Regions from separate parts of the Zea mays genome. Here region 2 is linked to region 1. A link is a contact called in public Hi-C data. All regions are on one chromosome and are shown on one strand. The core of a region is the stretch at or near the end of the contact, and the rest is flanking DNA. Distances in the headings are between cores, read along the strand shown. Region 1 holds the start of LOC103632809 (auxin-responsive protein SAUR41). Region 2 holds the start of LOC100502415.

What was found. Hi-C and Micro-C count contacts between places; a contact is called where the count stands out from the background.
Region 2: a contact with region 1 is called in a Hi-C map of ear, with 1.6 times the contacts expected there. The contact joins the promoter of LOC100502415 here to the promoter of LOC103632809 in region 1. A contact is called at or near these places in 5 of 25 Hi-C or Micro-C datasets (bundle sheath, ear, leaf and 1 more).

What each region holds. Positions count from the first base shown.
Region 1 is chr7:126,071,393-126,077,563 of Zm-B73-REFERENCE-NAM-5.0, reverse strand. LOC103632809 (auxin-responsive protein SAUR41) reads left to right here and starts at 2,640. Exons shown (of 2, transcript XM_008654541.4): 1 at 2,640-3,355; 2 at 3,483-3,768. The coding sequence starts at 2,683. The coding sequence ends at 3,544.
Region 2 is chr7:126,368,462-126,374,632 of Zm-B73-REFERENCE-NAM-5.0, reverse strand. LOC100502415 reads right to left here and starts at 2,651. Exons shown (of 14, transcript NM_001365550.1): 1 at 1,616-2,651; 2 at 1,313-1,472; 3 at 1,078-1,126; 4 at 692-805; 5 at 59-565. The coding sequence starts at 2,324.

The sequences.
Region 1 (6,171 bases), core at 1,391-3,890:
AAGTGCAGTCAACAGCGTAAAACAATGTTTTGGGTGACATATGGTTGAACTGCTGCACACGGCCTAACACTCGGCAAGAAGCTTTTTGCCGAGTGTCGAAAAACCACTTGGCAAAGCGCTTCTTTATTGAGTGTTTTTTCCTGAGCATTTTTTGTTTGACACTTAGCAAAGAGCCAGATTTCGATATTGATGTTTTAGAATTTTAAGAGATTTATTGTTTAAAAGATACATCTACTTATAAAGAATTGTTTATACTAAATTGTATGTTTTTATTTCTGTTTGTTTTCTACAAATTAGACATAATAGATACTTCTTAGTCAATATCTAATTACTATAAATTTATTAATTATTTTTTGCAAGAGAATGATTTATATATTTTTCATCTATATTCATATATTTTTTACTTTGCATGCATATAAGTATATTCTAAATACACAGCTAATTTGAAATCTTGTTATTACTATGGGTCCTTTGTTGTGTCTCATATCTTATATACAAGTTGTGAATCTAATTTACTGATTTTTCATATTTTATTTTCATTGACATGTATACATTTTTTGGTTCTCAAGTTGCATTAACTCTATTTTTTAAAAAATAAAGTAAAATTTTAGACCATAGAGTGTCTTCTTAAATACTAAAATAGCATGCCCAATCATTTAAAACTTGCACCATGTTACTTAAGATAAGTGATAGAGTTTAAAGTGAGACCCTAGAGGGGTAGAAGTGCTAACCTCAACATAATTTTGTTATATGATTGTCATTGTGTATTATAATATATCCACATATATACATATTAGTGATGCATGTTGATATGGCATGCTTAATTTAATCAAATTTTAATATATTACTATCGTTATGTAACGATATCAGGGCACATAAAGAACAAAAAACACCTCATCCAAGTCAATTTTCAACCTAGAAATGAATTGGGTAACAAAGAATACATCATCCAAGTCTAGATTATGCATTGTTGTAGCATATATATCTAGCCTCTTCAAAATCCTGAACATATTCTTCCACACCTCCTCTCCGTCTCAGATGCAATAGCCTCCTCATTGCTTGAGGATATTCATCAGCTTTGAATTTATTCAACAACATTCATGATAAATTCCTACAATTCCCCAATGCTCCCTTCAACTTAACTACCTGCAACCAATAGGTAGTATTGCCCTCCATATGCATTGAGGCCCTGGTAACCTTCATGGCTTCAGGAACCTGGAACAATCCAAAATAGTCCTCTCACTCCGCCAACCAAATTGTTGGGTTAGTTCCATCAAACTTCGGAAGGATGACTTCGACAAATGTTGTTGTAGATTCTCATAGACACTCTCAAGGACATCCCTATGTCCATCCACCGACAAGTTCTGAACTCTTTCCCTAGCATGCCAAGGTTGTTTTATTCCCCATCTCTTACTAGAACTATCTAGCTGTGAATCCTCGGTATGGTCTTCCAGATCCTTCGCCATCGACTCCAACCTCAAACGTGCTAGCGCCTTACCATTCTCCTGCACCTTTCAAGCCAGAATAGGCCTCTCTTCGTTCTCCTGTTTTGCCACCTCGTCTATGAGCCTCATCTGCCCCAACAACTGTTGTTGTACCTCTTCCATCCTCCCTGTCGGTCGTTCCAGGGCCAACATCTTCTCTCACCAAGCTTCGCTCTGTCTTGACTCCACGACCATCACCTCCAACACCAATCGAGACTATACCGAAGGTTGTGGTCAGTGTTGTCGTGTTCGCTCTCTACACCATGCTCAGTCCCTTCTTCAACTCTAGCGGTTGACCGCATAATCTAATGAGTCTTCTCGCTCCCGAGTCACCCACTCCCTTGTCGAGGACAAGAGAGCTTTGATACCAGGTGTAACACCTCATGGCCTCCGGCGAGCCACTGTTGCGACAAGAGACGAGCACCTATCGATGATAACGAGGAACGATCGTTTGAGGTAACCTGTCATAGGCCAGCCCACACATACACGAATGCGTGTTACACTAATGAAAAATAACTATAGTCTCCTATCTACTTTCCACTCTCGTTCAGATAATCATGTCCTTAGGATTCAGATAACCACATTGTCAGGCCTTGGAGCGTGGAACCAGCCTTCCTGATGGTGGTTGCTCTTTCGGTCCCCGTGGCGGCGTGGCCTTGAGTCACGGCCTCTGCTCGGGCTCCCTCCAGAGCGCCGAGGAGCAACCAAATAAATCAAAAGTAGACGTCCTGGTTTGGGTGCTCCATTGTTCTAAAGCTATCTTCAGTGAAGCGTGTATATAGGTGTACAAAATAATGTTTGGAAAACATACCGTAGAATTTAAAATAGGGAGTGGTATAGGAAGAAAATAACGAAGATAGCCTACTAATTACTAGCAGCGATCCAACACAATTATGCAGGCATGCAACCACGTTCTTGTGCTTACTGCACGGTGTATGAAACCGCGGAAAACTTCGAGATATTTCCAGCACATCCATCCAGGCATCCAGCTTTTGCTGTTTCCGTTCAGAAAATTAATTAAATATATAAAAAGTTCAGAGAACTAAACATCTAAAGTTTTTTTTAAAAAAAAACAGAGAAACGGTGGCATTCTTGAGCCACACGCCGGCGATTAGCTAATCAGCCATTTTATAAACAATCCGCGGCGAAGGAATCTTTTTTTCTTTTTGTTTATTTTAGCCATGTTACCCGCTGATCGATGGAGTACAACGAACGAGTACGACGTGATTACCCAGGTCCTGCATGCCAGACTTCTCTCCATCCCTTTCCCTTGTTTCGTCTCGAAGGAAGCTCTCATCAAGCTGTTCAGAGATCCAAGAAACCATCACTGCGAAGGTGTACGGCGACTGTCCGTGCGCGCGCAAGCGTCATGGGCGACGACGACGGCGCGAAGGCGGCGTCGGGCGTGAAGCAGATCGTGCGGCTGCGAGAGCTGCTGCACAGGTGGCATTTCACGGCGCTGGGTGCGAAGCAGCAGCAGCAGCGGGAGGAGGAGGGCCGTGGCCATGCCGGCGTGCCGGAGGGGGCGGTGGCGCCGGCGATCCCGCCGTTCGTGCTGCGGCGGCTGCGGCGCACGGAGACGGCGGACTCGGTGTCGGACGACGAGAGCTGCCACAGCCCGGAGCCGCCGCCGGACGTCCCGCGGGGCTACTGCCCCGTGTACGTGGGGCCCGAGCAGCGGCGGTTCGTGATCCCCACCAGCTACCTGGCGCACCCCGTGTTCCGGCTGCTGCTGGAGAAGGCCGAGGAGGAGTTCGGGTTCCGGCACCAAGGCGCGCTCGCCATCCCCTGCGAGACCGAGGCCTTCAAGTACATCCTCCAGTGCGTCGAGCGCCACGACCAGGGCCTCTCCGGCGGCGGCGGCGGCGACGGTGCGTGCACACGCGTGGGTAATTCAGCTGTCTGGTGATCGGGATGGCTGGCATGGAAGTGGTGAGTGGCTCATTCAGATTCAGTCACACGTGGTTAATTAATTCAGAGTTCCTTGAATTCTCGCAGAGGCGGCGAACCACCCGACGACGACCGTGCTGGAGCAAGAACCAGCGGTGCGTCGTGCGTAAATCCTAGACTAGGTGTTGTGGTGTGGTGTTGTGTTGCACGCTATTTATAATTTTTTTATCGTATTGTTTTTTTTTTGGAGAGGAGGGATTATTCCTTTGTGCGATGTGGCTGGAATCCAACAAATACGTTTTTGTTGTAAGGTCAAGAATTCAAATTGATCTGTCAGTCTAGCAACTCAAAAAGGTATTTGGACGATTGTGAATTCGAATTGATTGATCTGTCAGTCAGTCAGTCACACACATACATACCTCTGAGCGACGCCACCGATCCTGAAGATCCGAAAACCCTAAACAATTGCGCATGTTCCCTGCAACCAGCTGTTAGTTTAACACTTGTACGGGATCGCATTCAGTTTGGGTCTCATTGGTTTACTGCGTCTACACATACAGTCTCACGTGAGCCTGGTCGGTGAGGTACGACTATTTCTGGCGTATGTGCAGATGTAGGTAAATGACATCAGAATGACTTATTTTGCATCCACTCATGCAGTCATAATTCCTCGCGTACAGGCAACCAAACAAACTCTCAGTCAAAGTCAACGCACACGCTAATTCATGATGAAATGGTGCGAATAACCAATTATGTGGAAATTTATGTTAGCTTCGGAAACCAGCATCCGTTGACGACTCCACCGTCTAAGGTTGCAGGCCAAAAAAAAATAAAACTCCCAATCAATCTATAGAGTATAGACTTCCAGTCCTCGATCCGAGTATGTCAGACGGCCGCCCTTTGGCGGCTGACCCCGACCCCGTTGAACGGTCGGCTGCAGAGATTGATCACTTGCCGCCTTTACGATATCACAGTGGTCAATGGACCTTATCGACGGCGGCAGCCAAGTCTCGACTGGCCATGGAGTCGAGGGACCCACGCGCCCGCGGTCTCGCGCGAGTTGCACGCTGAACGAAATACTCGTGCCTCGATAACTCACTCGACTCGGCTCGTTAGTAACTTAGTTCGACTCGGTTTGTTTTAATTTTGTAACGAGCCAAACTAGCATTTTAGCTCGGTTCTATAATGAGCCAGCTCGGGTTAGCTCGTGAGCTAGCTCGCGAGCCAAACGAGCCAAGCCACAACACAAGTTTGTCTAGTCGTTGGTGTCGTCTCATCTCACATAGTCTTGTTTTCTCGTAGTTATGATCTGTGAAATGGACATGTATGAATGTGACATGTGCTTAAATATTTGCATTATTGTATGGCTACATACATACATTGTATATTTAATATTTGATTATTGGTTATGGTTTTGTGAACTTTGTTTCTAGCAGCATATGATGTTAGTGTTGTGCAATAAAATGTTGCATGTTTGTGAAATGAATGATAAATTGCTTTATAATGATGTTTATTGCTATCTTATTATAAGGGTTTGTAAATCTGTAAGTTAATACATAGTTGGTTATTTAATTTAATATTAAAAGTTAGAAGCTAGGATGATGATATGATAATAACATTATAAAGATTTTGGGTTTGTAGTGTTAAATACATAAAATATGATTTTCAGTTATATATATATATATAGGCAACGTATCCTGTGTAAAAATGCTAAAACGCCTTAACAACCTTTGGATCCAGAATCAAAGGCTAATTTTAATCCCACCTAACCGCCACCGCACCAGATTACCAGGAGGGGGTTCTTTAGAAAAAACACAAGATTATCAGGTGGGATTAAGATTAGCCTTTGATTCTGGATCCAAAGGTTGTTAAGACGTTTTAGCATGTTTACACAGGAGAACCTTTTACACAGGATACGTTGCATATATATATATATATATATATATATATATATATATATATATATATATATATATATATATATATATATATATATATATATACGTAAATCTTTGTATTTAGTTGTTTGGCTCGCGAGCTTAATGAGCTGGCTCGAGCTATCTAATGAGTCGAGCTGAGCTAGATGTTTAACTCGTTAGTATAACGAGCCGAGACGAGCTTTCGCCCCTGGTCGCACTCAACCCGAGAAGGAATCAGACGCAGCCACGGCAGAGGGGAGGGGAATTTCTCCATTCAGTCTGCTGAGTCCGGACAGTGGCGCGGCTTTCGGTTGGGCTCGTGTGCGTTTTCCGCCAGCCCTGGCCCGTCCATCCAGTTACGCAATACACGGGGTCCGGCCCATCCGCGTCCTTAATGTTCGGCCTAGTCCATGTTAAAAGGCAACCCAAACAACCGCCTCATCAGGCTTTTCTAGCCCAATCCAACATATATATGGATCAATATGGGCAGTAAAGGGTGTCCCGAAACTTTATCATGTGCTGTCAGAATCTCTTGCTTTACCATATGCTGCCAGAATCACTCTTTTTTAAGGTTTATTAGTCCTGGAGTTTTTTACAGTGAAGCCGAGGCTGATTTGGACTTGAAATTCCGTGTGATGCAGCCATTCTACGTGGCCCTCCTCGATCCTTTGTCCTTTTTCATGTTCGTTTTACTCTACTCTTCCTTAGCATGGCCCGGTACTAAGGAAGTAATACCATCATCGTTCTCTCTGTTGAAATCGAGTATTTCTCAAATTAAGCTTATCTTCCTCACCGTTTCTCCGATGAAAACACCATGCCGCTATATGGATTTAAATCTGAAATATTAAAGGTGTAACTAACCTCAAAATCTAGGGGCA
Region 2 (6,171 bases), core at 1,402-3,901, 300 kb before region 1:
AGCTTGCACGGACATCATGGAGTACACAGTACAGTAGTAGAGTCCGCTCGTAATTTACCTTGTGGAAGGTGATGTTGTCGTCGAAGGGGACGAAGAAGCGGGCCCAGGAGGAGCGGAGCCACGTGAGCGTGTTGCGGCAGACGGGGAGCAGCACGAGCGCCATGTTGAGCTTGAGCGTCTCCGCGGCGCCCTTGGCCGTGGGGAGGCAGTACCCCATCACCTGGAACGCCGCCATGCGCCGGTACTGGACGAACTTCCACACGAACAGCGCCGCCATGGCCGCGAACCACAACGCCAGCACCCAGGCGCGGCGCCAGTTCTCCTCCGCCGCCACGCGCACCCGCGCCGCCGCCTTCCGCACGCCCCAGCTCCGGCGACGCTCGCGCGGAGGCCCCGGGTGGTCGCCGTCCACGCCGCAGCCGCCGTCTCCTCCTCCCCCTGTTATCGTCAGCGCGCCGCCGACGCCGAGGTTCTGGCTCCACTGGGCCCCGCTGGCCGTGCTCAGCGGGCGGCTGTAGTTCATGTAGGTGTCGCGCTGGAGCAGCAGCGCTTCGAGCTGCCACAGCTGGCAAGACAGGGAAGAGGCAGCACACGTGTCAGTCCGGCGGCAGCACGCGTACGTACCCCCCCAAATTTCCCCTGGTCAAAAAGACAGTAGCCCGTAGGGCATACGGCCCGCGCGCGTACGTACCTCAATGTAGCCAAGCTTCTCCGGGTCGAGCTCCTCCATGATGAGCGACGCGTACTCCTCCGCCTGCTCCTTGAGCTTTGCCAGCTTGTTGGCCGACGCGCTGAGCACGATCAGCTGCGGTGGCAGGAGGGAGACCAAGCCAAACATCTCGCTGGATTAGCGGCGGAGCACGTGGATAGTTTACCGCAGTAAATAGTAAGTAGGTTTAATTAATTAAACAAGATCAGTATGTATGGTACACTGCACTGGTACTGGAAGCAGCGGTTTGGTAATCAGAGCAGGGTGCCCACAAGAAGGTTCTAATGGTGCTCTACTTTCTTTTGGGGCTGGCAGTTTGAACTAAACACAGAGATGCAGAGAGGAGTGAAGAGCATTAGAAAAGTCACCTCCTGTACTTCCTCCCTCGTTATCCTCCCGTCCACGTTGGTGTCCACCCTGAATTTGGGACCGAGAACGGCACCAGAAGGAGAAGAAAGCTTACTGTCAAGAATCTGCGGGGGCGCAAAGCGTAGTGCAGGTGCGCACGCACCGGGAATTGGGACGGATCGATTTGTGACGTTACTTTACTTGGGACCCGGGGAAAGGAAGAGAAATGGGGGCGCGTGAAATTTAGCTCAGTACATGTCGAAGAAGATCTGGAGCCGCGCGTCGAAGCTCTGATCGGAGATCTGGAGCCAGAAGTCGTAGAGCTCCTCCTTGGTGATCCGCTCCAGGTTCTGCCGCCGCCGCCGCGCCAGCGCGTCGAAGATGCCCACCGCGAACTCCTTGGAGTCCACCATTCCTGCAGTTTGGGCGTGGAGCGCCATAAGATCGCGGATAAGGACGTCGCAATTACAGTAGGATCGAGCTGTTTCCTCGCGTGTGCGGAGGATAACAATGTGAACTGCAGGCAAGAAGCAGCAGCGGCGTCGAGTGTGGCCGTACCGATGCATTCGCCGAAGTCGTCGCGGGAGAGCAGCCCTTCGCGGGCGAGGTCGTTGAAGCGCTCCTCGACGCGGCGCCAGAGCTCGGCGGCCTCGACGGAGCCCGTGGTGCGGCTGATGAAGCGGAGGCCCTTGAGCGCGCGCCTGGCGCCGGCGCGGGACCGGTTGAGCTGCGCCTGCTCCCGCCGCCGCTCGCGCGCCGCCATGGCGGCCTCCCGCTGAAGCTCGGCGGGCGTGGGGCGGTACGGGGACGGGGAGGGCGACGGCGACCGGAGCCACGCGAACTTCTTCCGTATCCGCGACGACGTCGACGAGCACCGGCTCAGGCGGCCGCCGCCCTCCGAAGGCGCGCGGCGCGGCGACGGCGACACCCCGAGGACCCCCGCGGACGGCGGCGCCGGGAGGGAGGCGGCGCCGTAGAGCGCCGCGCTGGTGGGCGTGACGCTGCGCACCACCATGGACTCCTCGTCCAGCTCCAGCATGACCTCCACCAGGTCCCCCTGGTCCGCCAGGAATGCCGGCAGCATGCCGCCGGCGCCGCCGCTCCCGGCGGCGGCGGCGGCGAAGAACTCCTCCCCATAGGCGGTAGTGTAGGACTCGTTGTCGGAGGCGTCGGTGGCTGTGGTGGTGGTCTGGTCGTCCGCCAGGTAGTCCGCGATGCGGCGGTGGCCGCTGCGCCGGGCGTTGCTCCCGCGCGACGGCGTCCACATGGCGGCAGCCGCGGCGCGAGAGCTGTCCTCCTCTCCGAGGCACAGCGGTGGTTGCGCCCCGCCACGCCTGGCCCTTTTATTATCTTACCCGTAGTCTCCCAGTCCGCTCCGCAATGCGTCCGTCAGCCAGCTATCCCGTTCCCGTGGGCAGGCACCACCGCACCAGGCAGGCAGGCAGGCGGGCGGCACTGCGGCAGCGGCTGGGCGGTGGCCGGTGGGCGGCCCACGCCCGGGCAAGTGATTCCTTCGCGGGCGCGGCCTCCTCGTGCTTTTTTTTCCCCTCTCGTTTGCTTCGCGGTGCGGTGCTCCGCTACCTATTGGCTATTGCGTTCCGCGGTTCTGCCACGGCGCTCGGCTAGCCGCTTTATCAACGAGTGCCGAAGCGAGCAGCGCTTTTTGGAGGCAAGGCTGTGACTGGGCTGGGCTGGGTGGGTGGGTGGGTGCGGCACACCCCAAAACGAAGCTCCATGCGCCACGAGTTTGCGATGCGGTGCTCGGTTCGGACGTGGGAGACGCGGTCGGTGGGCTGGTCTGATGTGGATTTGGAGAACCTCAGACAGACGCTTCCAAACGAGCGAGATGCGGTGGTCAGTGCGGCGCGGCGCGTTCCTTGTTGGCAAAATCAGACCAAAATCCAGCATGGTCCACTGTTTATGGTGTGAGTGGTGAGCTTCAAACACGCAAAGGAAGGGTCGTTTCGGATTGGCGGATTATGGTGCGAGTAGATACAGATTTGCTAAGGTCAGCCTCAATAAGGTTACAAAGTTTCGTAATAGTTTTATAGTCATTAAATAAACTGATATCATGTAGCATCTGTTTAGAAGCAAAGTTTTTTAATACCACAGTTTTACAATACTAATTTTTTTAATGCTATATCATAAACAAAATATTTCAATACCATAATTTTGCAATACCATAGTTTCACACGCAACAAGGAAAGACATTGGTCTAGACCAAATTTTTCAATACTATGGTTTTACTATAGTATTCATAATAATGTGGTTTTTAATATATAGTTTTTAAAACATTTACCAAACATCTTTCTGTATAAAATATCAAAGTCTTGTTAAATACCATGGTATTGCATGGAACTATAAAAAAAACTTTGCTGAGCATAATAGTAACAAAAAAGTGATATAACACAAAGGTATCTAATGTTAATACCTTTGTGTGGTGCCATGTAGCAATATTGTGCTTTGCTGAACGAGCTACATTGTATATAACTAATAACTGAATATAAAAATATAAATATGTAGTTGATATTTACCCATGGTATTTAAGTACAATAACTGATTATCGATGATTGGTTTTAGTTTAGTGTTGACTAACCTCATGTAGTGAGTATAATGTTGTACAATACAACTCTTGACTCGTGATGTGTAGGTGTGAAGCACATAGATGAGGTTAAGTGAGTTCATGCTGATGGACTAGAGTGGTGGAGGACGGACGCTCAGACTTCAATTGAGGAATTGGAGAAACCGAAGCAATGAGCGTGATGGTTGACACCTAGTGAATCAACAAGTGCAAAAGGTAGATGGAGGAACATATCATGTTAACCAAGTCAAGCAAATACATTATATGACTTGGTGATTAGGCAATCATGGGCTGTCGGTGACACGTGTCGAGATCATGAACTGAGTGTATCATGTATGCTACTCATGAGGCGTATAGTGGTTTGGGCCTCAAAATCATCGAGCAAACAATTTCTTGGTTTTTGGTCTCAAAACCTGATTAAAATTTTGGTGGAAACATGAGGAGGTATATGGCATCATCGTGAACCTTGCGTCAAGGCAAAGCAAAGTCGTGAAGAGCCCATGACCACTGGATGCACGTTGGGATGTGTAATAGCTCTAAAAATAAGACATGAGGTTGTCCAACTAGCCATCTCTTCAATTTTATATCTCGAGTCATTCCTAGCCTAGGTCCTAGTTGTATGAGTTTTAATCTTTCATCCGGTTTTAGCTATTGAGATCTGCAATATGGAGTGAGTACTCTATTGTGTTATCTTTCCCATGTAAGAATCAGACTTGGTTGATCTTCAAAAATAAATTAATCATTTCTTTGAAATTTTTAATTTGAGTTCTTACTTGTGTTTGGATTTTTTTCTCTTTCTAATTCACTGTCTTCACCCTTTTGATGGATTTAGTGTTCCAATAGTTTGGGTTTATTTTGGTTGGACGGATACGTGTAAGGACCTTTGAGGATCATCCCTACCAAATAGTTTATGTAGATTTCTCGTGAGCATGTAGATTCGTCTTTTGGAGCAAATCACTAAAGCGACCAAGCCCCAAACCCTTCAAGGTCTAAAGCCCCATGGGAACAAGGGACTCATTGTGCCTAACTATAACCCAATCATAAGATAATAGGATGTTATTGGTTCCACTAGGGGTAGTATGACCTCACGAAGGGACCCCACATCTTAATACCTAAAGACATGTCCATAGCATTAGCTTAACAAATAAATCTTAGGTACAACATATTAAATGTGTGATGCGTGTCATTATATGATTGGCAAGTGTGTTGTTACCATGACTTAGCTATAGGGTGCTTAAGATCACTATGTGGTATGTGCATCAATCATGTAGCCACACATGCACTCATGAAGTATACTATGAAGTATTATCAAGTGCAAAAGGCTACACTGGCTACCAAGTACATCGTACTAGGTGGCATGGCCCCTAGTGCCTAGTGTTGAGATATATCATACATGCCCTGGAGTAGGTATGGCAACCACCTAAGAAATGACATCTCTAACACTGTGACACGACTTGGGCATGGGCCCGATATGACTCCAAGTGAAAGGGAAATAGGCTTACACCTTTCCTAATTGATTTTGGTGGTTGAATTGCCCAACACAAATAATTGGACTAACCAGTTTGCTCTAGTCTATAAGTTTTACAGGTGCCAAAGGTTCACAACAAACCAATAAAAAGACCAAAGATGGGTTCAAATAAGAAGAGCTAAAGAAATCCCAAAGGCACCCTGGTCTGGCGCACCGGACTGTCCGGTGTGCCACCGGACAGTGTCCGGTGTGCCAGGGTACTCGACGCTGAACTCGCTACCTTCGGGAAAATGGAGGCCGCTCCGCTATAATTCATCGGACCGTTCGGTGTATGCACCGGACAGTGTCCGGTGGCACACCGGACTGTCCGGTGTGCCAGCGGAGCAACGGCTACTTCAAGCGCAACGATCGACTGCAACGCATTTAATGCGCGCCTGCACGCGCAGAGGTCAGAGCACGCGCAGTTGGCGCACCGGACAGTCTACAGGAGATGTCCGGTGCACCACCAGACAGCCCAGAGGCCCCACAAGTCAGAGCTCCAACGGTCGAACCCCAACGGCTGGCTGACGTGGTTGGCACACCGGACAGTGTCCGGTGCGCCATGCGACAGCAGACTTCCAACGACCACATTTTGGTGGTTGGGGCTATAAATACCCCAACCACCCCACATTCAATTGCATCCAAGTTTTTCAACTTCTACACCTTACAAGAGCTATAGCATTCAATTCTAGACACAACCAAAGAGATCAAATCCTCTCCCAAGTCTCTAGTTCAATTCCGATCAATAGTGACTAGTGAGAGAGTGACTTGTGTTCATTTGAGCTCTTGCGCTTGGATTGCTTCTTTTCTTTCTCATTCTTTCTTGTGACAAACTCAATTGTAACCGAGGCAAGAGACACCAATTGTGTGGTGGTCCTTGCGGGGACTTAGTGTCCCGTGTGATTGAGAAGAGAAGCTCACTCGGTCTAAGTGACCGTTTGAGAGAGGGAAAGGGTTGAAAGATACCCGGTCTTTGTGACCACCTCAACGGGGAGTAGGTTTACAAGAACCGAACCTCGGTAAAAC